Linked DNA regions of Mus musculus: all the other regions are linked to region 3. The links are chromatin contacts, called in public Hi-C and HiChIP or PLAC-seq maps. All regions are on one chromosome and are shown on one strand. The core of a region is the stretch at or near the end of the contact, and the rest is flanking DNA. Distances in the headings are between cores, read along the strand shown.

The links. A called contact is a pair of places that touch in the nucleus more often than the background predicts. HiChIP or PLAC-seq counts read pairs in DNA pulled down with a chosen protein or histone mark.
Region 1: a Hi-C map of granulosa cells shows a contact between it and region 3, with 4 times the contacts expected there. The contact joins two enhancer-like sites. A contact is called at or near these places in 29 of 484 Hi-C or Micro-C datasets (the AML12 cell line, the C2C12 cell line, Sertoli cells and 17 more), 10 of 115 datasets of contacts at active chromatin or transcription factors (astrocytes, differentiating embryonic stem cells, embryonic basal ganglia and 4 more) and 4 of 9 other capture datasets (adipose tissue, embryonic stem cells, embryonic trunk and 1 more).
Region 2: an H3K27ac HiChIP or PLAC-seq map of embryonic stem cells shows a contact between it and region 3, with 5 read pairs. The contact joins two enhancer-like sites.

The regions. Positions count from the first base shown.
Region 1 is chr16:72,974,419-72,977,745 of GRCm38.p6, forward strand. Robo1 (roundabout guidance receptor 1) reads left to right here. Exons shown (of 29, transcript NM_019413.2): 13 at 3,268-3,327. Among named protein-coding and RNA genes, the nearest start is that of Gm52247, 17 kb to the left of the region's middle. Within about 2 kb of position 1,328, at least 6 of the 459 cell types and tissues checked have an H3K27ac peak or open chromatin away from gene starts, as enhancers often do. A contact at or near this core is called in granulosa cells, where this site is marked.
Region 2 is chr16:73,094,784-73,098,071 of GRCm38.p6, forward strand. The region is part of intron 2 of 4930500H12Rik (a long non-coding RNA gene); the gene reads left to right. Among named protein-coding and RNA genes, the nearest start is that of 4930500H12Rik, 24 kb to the left of the region's middle. Within about 2 kb of position 1,503, at least 21 of the 459 cell types and tissues checked have an H3K27ac peak or open chromatin away from gene starts, as enhancers often do. A contact at or near this core is called in embryonic stem cells, where this site is marked.
Region 3 is chr16:72,698,002-72,701,387 of GRCm38.p6, forward strand. All of the region lies in intron 1 of Robo1 (roundabout guidance receptor 1), which reads left to right. Among named protein-coding and RNA genes, the nearest start is that of Robo1, 37 kb to the left of the region's middle. Within about 2 kb of position 1,325, at least 40 of the 459 cell types and tissues checked have an H3K27ac peak or open chromatin away from gene starts, as enhancers often do. A contact at or near this core is called in embryonic stem cells and granulosa cells, where this site is marked.

The DNA.
Region 1 (3,327 bases), core at 78-2,577, 280 kb after region 3:
TTAATATTATTATGACTTTTCCTAAGTCATAGCAAACATGTGTTTCTTTCAGCGTCTAAACTAAGAATCAAGAAGGCTCATAGAAAATTCAGCTATCATAACACTACAAAAATTAGCAAATGAAGCCAAATGAGAGGATCAATTAAATATATCCTGACATCTCGGAATGATGAGCCAGCACTAACAAGATTAAAATTAATAGAGCAAATTAAAAAATCTGGTACTTGAATTATGGTCTGAAAAAAATTGCTATAAAAGGCTGGGATGAGTGGATTGGCTTAAGGAGGGGGTGTTCGTTGGGGTTCAGTGAAGTGCGCAGACTCCAGTTGAAACCAACTCTGAGATCTGTCTGTGTTCATTGAATGGTGTGCTTGCCAATTGAACAAAGTTCACCCTTACTGGGATTTTTCAGCAATATGTCAGAATCAAGTCATCTTTCCCCCTGTATTTTGAACTGGTCAGACCATGAATTACGTAATGCCCTGGATGTGAGCACCACCTTTGCAGGTTGACTCTTAAAATTCTGTTTTATTTGGGTTGGAACTGTACCTGTGAATCAAACCCAGGCTCTCATAGTCACAAGATCATACCTTACCCAAGAGCTCTAACCCCAGCCCTGACTCCTTAGTCTGCTCAGAGGAGACCAGTGACAACACGTGGTGAATGAATGACTGAAAAATCAATCCTAATAAAAGAAATTCAAGAATCTTGATATGCCTAAGGCAAAACCAAAACCAACCAACCAAACAAACAAACAAACAAACACATAAAGACTATGAGATCCCTTTCTTACCATCTTACGTGACAATAGCACAAACCTGGCAATGAACCTGGCAACATTTGGTTCTGCGAGGAATATCAGCTGTGTGGCTGTCAGATAGAGGTTGTGTGGGTTTTGTCGGCACGCAATGCCATTCTGACTCTGTAGGCCCTATCCTTGAGCAATTCTTGAGCCTTAACTTTTAATGGAAATGAACACATATGGAATATTACATAGGATTCATCAGGAATACCAGTATGGGCCTGGAGAGAAAGAGCACTATATAAGAGTGTGCCACTCAAGTTTGAGAGCCTGAGCCCAGTCCTTGGCATCCGTGTGACAACTCAGACACGTAATAGAGTTCTTGCCTAGTGTGCATAAGGCCCTGGATTGGGCTGATGGGAGGGTGCTGTCTTCCCCAAGTCATGTGAGCTGTGGTTTCCCTAGGGGAAGGCACTCAGACTGCTCCAGGGTTTATTTCTCTTTTCCTGTTCCATCTGCTTCCCTCTCTCCTTGAAGTTGGTGTTTTAGCAGAGCAGCCATGGAGAGAACAGAGAGAAAAGATAAAGTGCCTGAGATGGCCTTGTAATGACTGGATGTTTTCTCCCTAGCACTGTCTGCTTGGTATAAGTCAGCACTGGGATGACGGTATAGGGAAATGGGGAAAGGGCGGGGTCAGGAGTTATCCTAGTGTCGTTATTTTTTTATGATCTTGCTCATTTCTTTATTTTTGGTTTGGTTCTGTTTTGTTTTGCTTGTTCTCAGAAAGGGACTCACTGTGTAGCTTTGGCTGTCCTGAACTCAGTATGAAGACCAGACTGGCCTCAGGTTCACAGAGATCCACCTGTCTCTGCCTTCCAAGTGCTAGGATTAAAGGTGTGTGCCATCGTGTCCCACCATTTTCCTTATTTATAAACTTAATTTTTAGGTGGGGCATGCAGACATCCAGGTGGCACAAATGTTTAATAGTGATTGAGCCTTCTATCCTTTCTTCCATTCATCTTGGTTCTCTGAATTCCACAAATTTTATTTTTTAAATATTCATGGTTTTTCTTTTTTCCTATCCTGGGACAGGGGTATTTGATCATTTAGCAAACTTTCGATTTTTTTTTTCCATTTTGGTTTGGTATTGGTTTGGGGTTTTTTTGTCTGTTTGTTTGTTTGGTTGGTTGGTTGGTTTTTTATTGTTGTTTTTTTTTTTTAGGTTGTAACATCTAAACTGCATATGTCAAAATATAATAGTCTATTAATTAGTTCCATAGTCCCTTTCAAATCTTAATATTTTATTGTTCTTTACAGTGCATTTTCTTTTACTGTTTGAAACAGAAACACATCTGTACATAAGAAGGCCTCTTTCGCAATAGGCAGTTTTTCTGAGTAGAGTTAAATAAATTTAGTAAACAGTTCCGTGACACCCCCGCTCCAATAGTACAACATTGGACCCTATTGGCTGTTCACTTCTTACTGTGCTGTTCGTCTCCTCTGAAACATTTTAGTATTTACGAGACTGCAAACCCATTATTAAATCTCCCATACAATATAGTAAGCTAAACCGTTGTCAATGAAAATGGTGGTAAGTGCGCTTGTCTCGCACCTAACCAGACTTGCGGTATCAGACCTTCACCATAGCTTCTGTGGCTTTCCCTGTGCAGCGTGTCTGTGCCATCCGCTGGGAAGATAGTTGGGAAGAGACCCAGGTCTCTCCTAGGAGATGTGCGCTCAGCTGCCTTCCACGCTCAGTTTCCCCTGACTGTCTGCAAGCTTTGCATTCCCCCATGGGCTCAGCTGCAATTCGTTGCCCCTTTCTTCCTTGAATGGTTAGGATCCGGACAGAGGGCTGAATCAAACTCAGAGTCAGCCCCATGCCCTAAGGCTCAGCAGTGTAATGATCATTACATGGTATGAGGCTCTCTTAAAAATTACTGTTTGCCACTGTTATCTTTGCCTCTTGCCCTTCTCGGCTTTCATGGGCTTCCTACGTGTTCTGCCTCTCCCCTCCCCCCTTCTGTTTCTCTTCATCTGATCCCGATGAAAAGGTTAAGCCGTTATGGATGGAGAGATAGCTAAGAGCCCTCGCCCTGAAAGCATGAGGCTGTACGTTTGAGTCCCAGCGTCCACATAAAAAGGCCAACCGTGACCACACAGTCCTGTGGTTATGGGGAATGGTCGGAGAAGTGAGGATCGCTGATGAGTTTTCAGACTGTCAACCTAGCTCCAGGCTGAGATGCCATGTCAAGGGAATAAGGCAGAGAGTGATAAATCAGAGCACCTGATGCCCTCCCCTGGCCCTGCAGATATACGCACATGTGCATGCGCACACCCCTACGCACACATGCACATAAGCGCACATACACACACGCACACATACAAAGGTGGGCATATTTTTTTTAATTGTATTCAGGCTGCCTTCACGGTTCCACGCATTCTTCTCTTCTGAGAGTTGCCTTTCATGCAGTTAGCAGCGAATGGGGCCAGACTTGAGTTGTGTGTTCTTTGAATTATTACAGATGTCCCACCAACCAGCCAAGGGGTGGACCACAAGCAGGTCCAAAGAGAACTGGGGAATG
Region 2 (3,288 bases), core at 253-2,752, 400 kb after region 3:
AAAGTTTCTTTCTTCTCTCTCTCTCTCTCTCTCCCTCTCTCTCTCTCTCTCTCTTTCTTCCCTCAAACCCTCCACGTGATTATTTTAGGCTTTGAAAATAAAGAAAGCAGCATAAGCCAGCATGGTTGCCAACACTTGGAATCCATGTGAGAGAGCCCAAGGCAGGAAGATCGAGAATTGGAGGCCAGTTTGGGCTACAAAGCTGAACACTGTTGAAGAAGGAGGACGAGGTCTATAAAATGAACATTTTGGTTTTTATTCATAATTAAGAAAATACCATGGTGAGGCACTCGTAATAGGTCACATAAAAGTTGTATGATTTTGTTATTGCCCTTATGCATGCTACCTAAGTGCATGTCCACAGAAATATCAGTTATATCTGAAGATTCACTTCACGTTATTTGCGTCTTCATTTTTTCTTAGAATATTGAAAAAAAGCGAAGACACAAGTTCCGCGTGATGTTTGAAAGGTGAAACCATTGGAGTCCTAGAGAACTGCCATTTGGGAATGAGCAGTGCATGATTTATAATACCCTGTAACATCTGGAGGTTGATTTGCATAAGGGGTAAAATGATTTGCTTCTGAAAGGACTTGGAAATGACTGAAATTCACACCCAAGGGCAATCTCCTTCAGCCCTACATTGGTGGGCAGAATTTACTTCTAGCAACTCAGGCTTCATGTCCTGGAACTCTTTTTCCAGGAGTATGCAGGCTGCTCCTCCACTTCATCTTTTGGCAAACTCGGGGAGCGGTGTAGGATCGCAAGAAAGGCACAGTGGCTACCGAAATGGCTTGTTTTTTACCTCTATTTTTCCCCCGATAATTATCAAAGTTTGATAATATGTGTGATTAATAAACAGTTCCATCGTGCTCTGCAGAATCAGAGATGGAAATGAACTAAGCGATGTTTCTTGAATTGATATGCCCCCCAAATTTCCTGGGTGCATCCTAAACTGCACATTCTGGTTCAGTGGATCTACAATAAGACACAATGCTCGGACATGTCAATGCTGCAGGTCATTGGGTCATCCGTTTGTTAAAGGAACTTGCCAGGCAGAGTTCAGCATCTGTAGGCATTGTTAGCTCTGTTCCCATCAGACCCATGGAAGTAGCTGGGAAGATGGCTCAATGGACTTGATTTCAGAAACCCATCACCCAAGGAAGGACTGGGCGTGGCAGCTCTTGGTTGTAAGTGTGGTGAAGAGGGAAGAGAATGCTCAGAGGAGCTGACCAGCTTGTCTAGACAATTAGTTCAGAATAAGACACTGTCTCAAAAGCAAAAACAACAAACCCCACAAAAATATAAAAACAAAAAAGAACAAAACAAGGTAGAAGGTGGACTTTGTGGTTTTTACTGGCTCATGCACACACTAGCACACCTACCTGGACTCAAGTGTAAGCATTGGCCTGAGCACAAGAGAAAGAGAAAAGTAAGAGGAAGGATGGGAGGGGGTTGGGAGAGGAGGGAGAACCGATGAGAGACAGAGATAAAGACAAATGAGAGAAGAAGAGGCTGGTAGGAGGGAGGGAGGGAGGAGTGGGGCTGGAAAATTGCAGTGTAGATAGAAGCACTTAATTTCCATGTGCACTGTTGCTTCATAGCTAACATTTATAATTGCAGTAGTTTTTCAATGAAGAAAAACAGGATGTGACTTTTGAGGTAGGTATGTGTGTGTGTTCAACTCAGCAGGAGGAGTTGAGAACTGGACATTAGATTAATTCCTGACTACAAGGGAAAGAAAACATGCAAAATTTAGGCAAGAGTTAATTTCTGAGACTTTCCATGGGCTAGCATCTCATTAAAATTTTATAGCCCCCTTACAGAGCAGGGGAGGTTTTGTCACTAGCCTTAGGTTGCAAAATCAGTCAAGGTCATAATTTAAGGTACCCTTAGGATTGTGTTTCAGATCTAGCTTCTTTTAAATCTCATCTGAGTTTCTCAAAAGAATCATTAAGATAGCCAGCCCAACAGGCCCCTGCTGTTCAGATTCTTTCATTTAAATGACCATAATAACCACAACAAAGGAGTGTGTGTTTAACGCTGTTCATATGCACTTCAGTTTGTCCCAACCGTATTAATGACTAATTCGGAGACTCGGGCAATGGTCTCTGGAAAACATTTTCAAGGTGGCTTGTCAGACTTCAAAGCAAATCAAACATCCACACGGCGGGCTCCACCCCAGCAGGACAGAACTGCCCAGGGGCAATGGCCTCCCAAAGACCCATACCGAGTAGAGGGGATTTGCATTCACATTGTGTGTATTTGTTTATAGCTGGGGAACTTGTTCCTCAAGTCATTCAATAGCTTTCCATGAAAGTTTTATAAAGGAAGATGAAAGTGACTTTGAGGGAAACAGAGGGGGAGGAAAAAAAAAACAACATTGGTTGTCTAAGCAGGGGGCGCGTAGATCAGTTTCCTAGATTGTGAGAGGACGCTTGGGCATCTCTTTCCGAGGCTCTCATTTCTGTTAGCAGTGGGCTAAGGTTTGCTGCGTTTTAAGCTCTCTTTTTGGGGGGCATTCTCTGCGATGAAATGCTCAGTAGTAACAGGTCGCAGTTCTTTTTGTGCTGAGTCATCTGGGTTCTGGACAAGGATGTCTGTATTTGATTGGCAGCCACAGGAGAAGTGTGTGTGTGTGTGTGTGTGTGTGGTCAGGGCTGCAGTCTGCAAACGCTGGCGCGGGGACGACGATTTATTATTTCGGATGACTAATTCTGTGGAGTTTTGCGTTCCATGGGTATTTGATGGGTCCCTTACTAAAATGCCACAGTGCTTCATTCAACTCTTGGTCAACTCTTAAAAGATTTTGCTTTTCTCCGTGGTCAAGAAAGATAAGGAAACAGAAAACGTTGCCATGATAAATCTCACAATTATGGAGAAAGAACCTCAGAAGGGTTTGGAGGGAGATAACTGATGTCACAATCTGAAGGGTGCACGCCTGTGCCAGGGAAAGGATGAAAGGACATCAGAAGGTGCTAAGCCTGGCGCTTGCAGGGAATTAGTAAAATGCATACAACTGAAGAATATGCTGACTGTGTTGTCTTAATTGTGTTGAACCTACGACTTTACATTGTCCCAAAGACTCATAAATCAAATCCATCCCCACAGACACCATACTGTCAAAGCAGGAAAGTGGGGAGGGGCAGAAAGGTCTTTATTGGGCCTGTTTGCAAAGAATCTTGCAAATTCAAATTATGTGTAAAAACTTTAAAAATCATTTTATTGTGCCAGACAGTGGTGATCCATGCCTTTAATTCCAGCACTCCAGGCAGAGGGAAGCTCATCT
Region 3 (3,386 bases), core at 75-2,574:
TTAATATCAGGTGACAGGGTGACTGCTTTTCCAAAAGCCTGTGGTGCAGATATTTAACTTTTTGAGTGTGGAATAATTCTTCTCTTGGAAAGAGTGTTTTATTTCTATATCATCCATATATATCTGATTTGGGAGCTTGTACATGCAGCTTCAAGGTTGCCTTGGGTACCTCTTAGTGATAACACATCACCATGGCAGTGTGACATGGTGCCAGGAGAGATTAGAACCTCTTAAGATGTTTTTATGCTCAGGCTTTTGAGGTGGGCACCCACCTCCTGTCCAGGTGTCTTACATCCTGCCAGGGCTCAGGGAGGTAGGTAGGTCACTTTCTCACAATTACAGTTTGCGACTCTTTGAACGTGTTGAATCCCCTCCGAATGTATTGATTTTTCAATATAATTATAATGTGGATTTAATTTAGTATATGCGTTTGGAACATGTGGTGTTCCTTGGCAACTGTATCCCCAAATTATATGCTTGTACATGTATTTAAGTGTAGGAAATTATTGTTTTACTTGTAACATGCTGGAGGTGCATTTTAATAAACATAAAGAAATACCCGGAGGGAGGGAAGCAGTCAGATCAAAAGCTTACTCTAGCTGAGGAGGGAATTTTTTTTTTATTAAGGTTGGTTATTAATTTAAAATTTTCTTTTGGTTGACTAGGAAGGTTCTAATCCCAACTTGCACATGTAGCTGGCTCTGTGTGCATTTTCTTTCTTTCCTTCTTTCCTTCCTTCTTTCTTCCTTCCTTTCTTTCTTTCTTTCTTTCTTTCTTTCTTTCTTTCTTTCTTTCTTTCTTTCTTTCTTCTTTTGCCTGTAATTTGTGTTTTCCATTTCTCCTCTCACCTTTGTCTGTATTATACCAACAGACTCTCAGAGATTCCTTTAAGGCAACAGACAACCTCCCCATTCCCCCCTCCCCGCCCCCATCATACTCTGGGGACATATTTTAAAAAGCATGGTGGTATTTATTTAACTCTTTGGTTAGTAGAGTGTGTAAAAAGCCAACTAAGGAATAGAAAACCAAACCAAACAAACAAAAAAAGGGACATCCCTTTAGAGGAACACAATCCCCTACGAATGTGTGTGATTCTTACTATGAATTCGGGAGCAGAACTCTTTGGTGAGGCTTTAGCAGAAGGCAATAGACTCTATGGAAGAGGCAGAAATCTTTTAACAGTTGCCATTAAGGAACTGTAAATTTCAACAATTATTCAGCCCGTTGCTTTCAGCACCTTTTGTTGCCTTATTAGTGTATGGAACAGCAGGGCTGTCACAGGAGGAAGAGCCCCTGCATTTTAATTAGCTCCAAAGACAGTGTGAGATAAAAGCCAGGATTTTTTTTTTTTTTTTTGCCTCATTTTGATTTCGCGTTGGCTGATTAAGGATGCCATTGTAGGCTGAGCTGGCTTGACCTAATCTCAATGACCACCCATTTCTGGAAGGGGAATGGCAAAAGACTTGCTCTAGTTTTCTGAATGGGATTAGGAAAGCACTAATTAGCAAACCCTGAAAGCCAGGAGGCATGGGTGGGAACGTAGGGCCCATCCACCAGAAACAAATGCAGTCTGGGGAAACATTCGCCAATTGAACCAATTAATGCCTGCATATATTAGGCATTCGGAGATGTGTTTTCCGTTTTTAATTACTTAGCCATGAATAAGAGCCTGATGTTCCTCAAGCTGTACTTGTTGATTAAATAAATACTTCTGTCCTGAAGAGCGATGGCAGAACTTGAAGAGGACTAGTGTGGATAAGGAGGTTTGTAAATAGTCAGAGGGAGTGCAGATTTGAGCAGCGTTTGACCTTGACTGGGCGTAAATGGGCTGAGAATGCACTGTGGATACAGTGTTCTCTTGTTAACTCTTGCAGCCTCAGGACCCAGATTTTAGTTACGGAAGAGGCACGAGGTCTAGCCTTGGATGGTCCAGCCTTTTCCCTTGTCCCTGAGCACTTCCTTTTAATTGTGCAGATGGTTCCGGATGGAGCAGGCTCTCTGGAACCATTAGGATCAGGGGTTCTTGAGCATCTCGGTGCTGGCGACTTGTGGGGAACATTACGAGAGACATTTTGTATCCTCACAGTGAGTCACACACACACACACACACACACACACACACACGACTGTTACATACCATGGTTCTGATGCCTAACGACAAGACCTTCAATGTTACGGGTGGCATCTACAGTACCGCGAAGACTCCACATATGCACTTTGGCATGACTGTACTCACACATTGATACAGTTATAGGCTAAGCATGGCTTAGGGTCGGGAGGGTGCCTGGCGAGACTGCTAAGTTCTTATGTTTCCGAACAAAGATTTGGCCCGACATACATTTGCAGTAATAGAAGAGATAGTTTAATAAGAGCCAAGGGCACACCTGACGGTGGAGTGGAGAGAGCCGGCGAGAGGTCAAAGGCTCAGTGGCTCGTGGATGAACACACTGGGGCATTTGTGCGCTGCACACTTTAGGGGGTGTTTTGCATGATAGGTCAGACTGGGTGGGGAGAGGCTTCCGGCCTTTCTTTGAGTGCTGGTCGGAAGGGCTCCCTCTCTGTTCCACCCTCCTGCCACAATTGTATTGCTTTCTCTGCTAGTCTTCTCAGTGTTTTATGCAGTGTCAGCATCAAACGTGGAGAAGGAAACGCTGGAAAGGTCTTGGTCTGAAAACATTGGTACAAAAGAGCCAGGCATAGGGTTAGTTGGCTGAAATGACTGAGTGCTGTGGGTAGACATTGTCTTCTCCTTCCTCAGCCTCCAGCTTGGCTGACTGAACTTCCCACGGGGTGGAAGCATCTCATTTTATTGGTTCTGTATGTGTAAATATATAGGCCATTATTAGATTTATATGTCTAAACGTACTTTAATTTCAACAGATGCCAGTCCCATGCATTGGGACTTATCAGCCTGGAGAGCCATGAGCTAAGGGGGCTTCTAGTCATTAACTAATTAACGAGGCCGATCAGATTCTGTGTTCCTAACAGATGGTGGACTTTGATAGCAGTAATCATAGATCGAGAGAGTCCTGTGCATGGGGAAAGGGAGGCTAAAATGACAAAGTTCTGAAACATGTATGTATCCTGGCTACATGCACTTCACAGTTACCGTGTTGCCAGTGCTTGGAAGGCTGAGCAGGAGGATCACAGAAAGTTTGAGGTCAGCTTGTGCTATATGGTGAGTTCTAAGATAATCCAAGCTATAGACTGAAATGCTGTCACAAAAAAATTCACACACGTACATGAACATTTAACATGCACATAGATATATGCGTACACACATATATTTAAAGTATTTAGTCAGACACACACACACACACAGTGTAAGTGACTTTTGAAAGCAATAAAGTATAAACAAAACTAGCCATTAAAAAATTGGTGCCGGG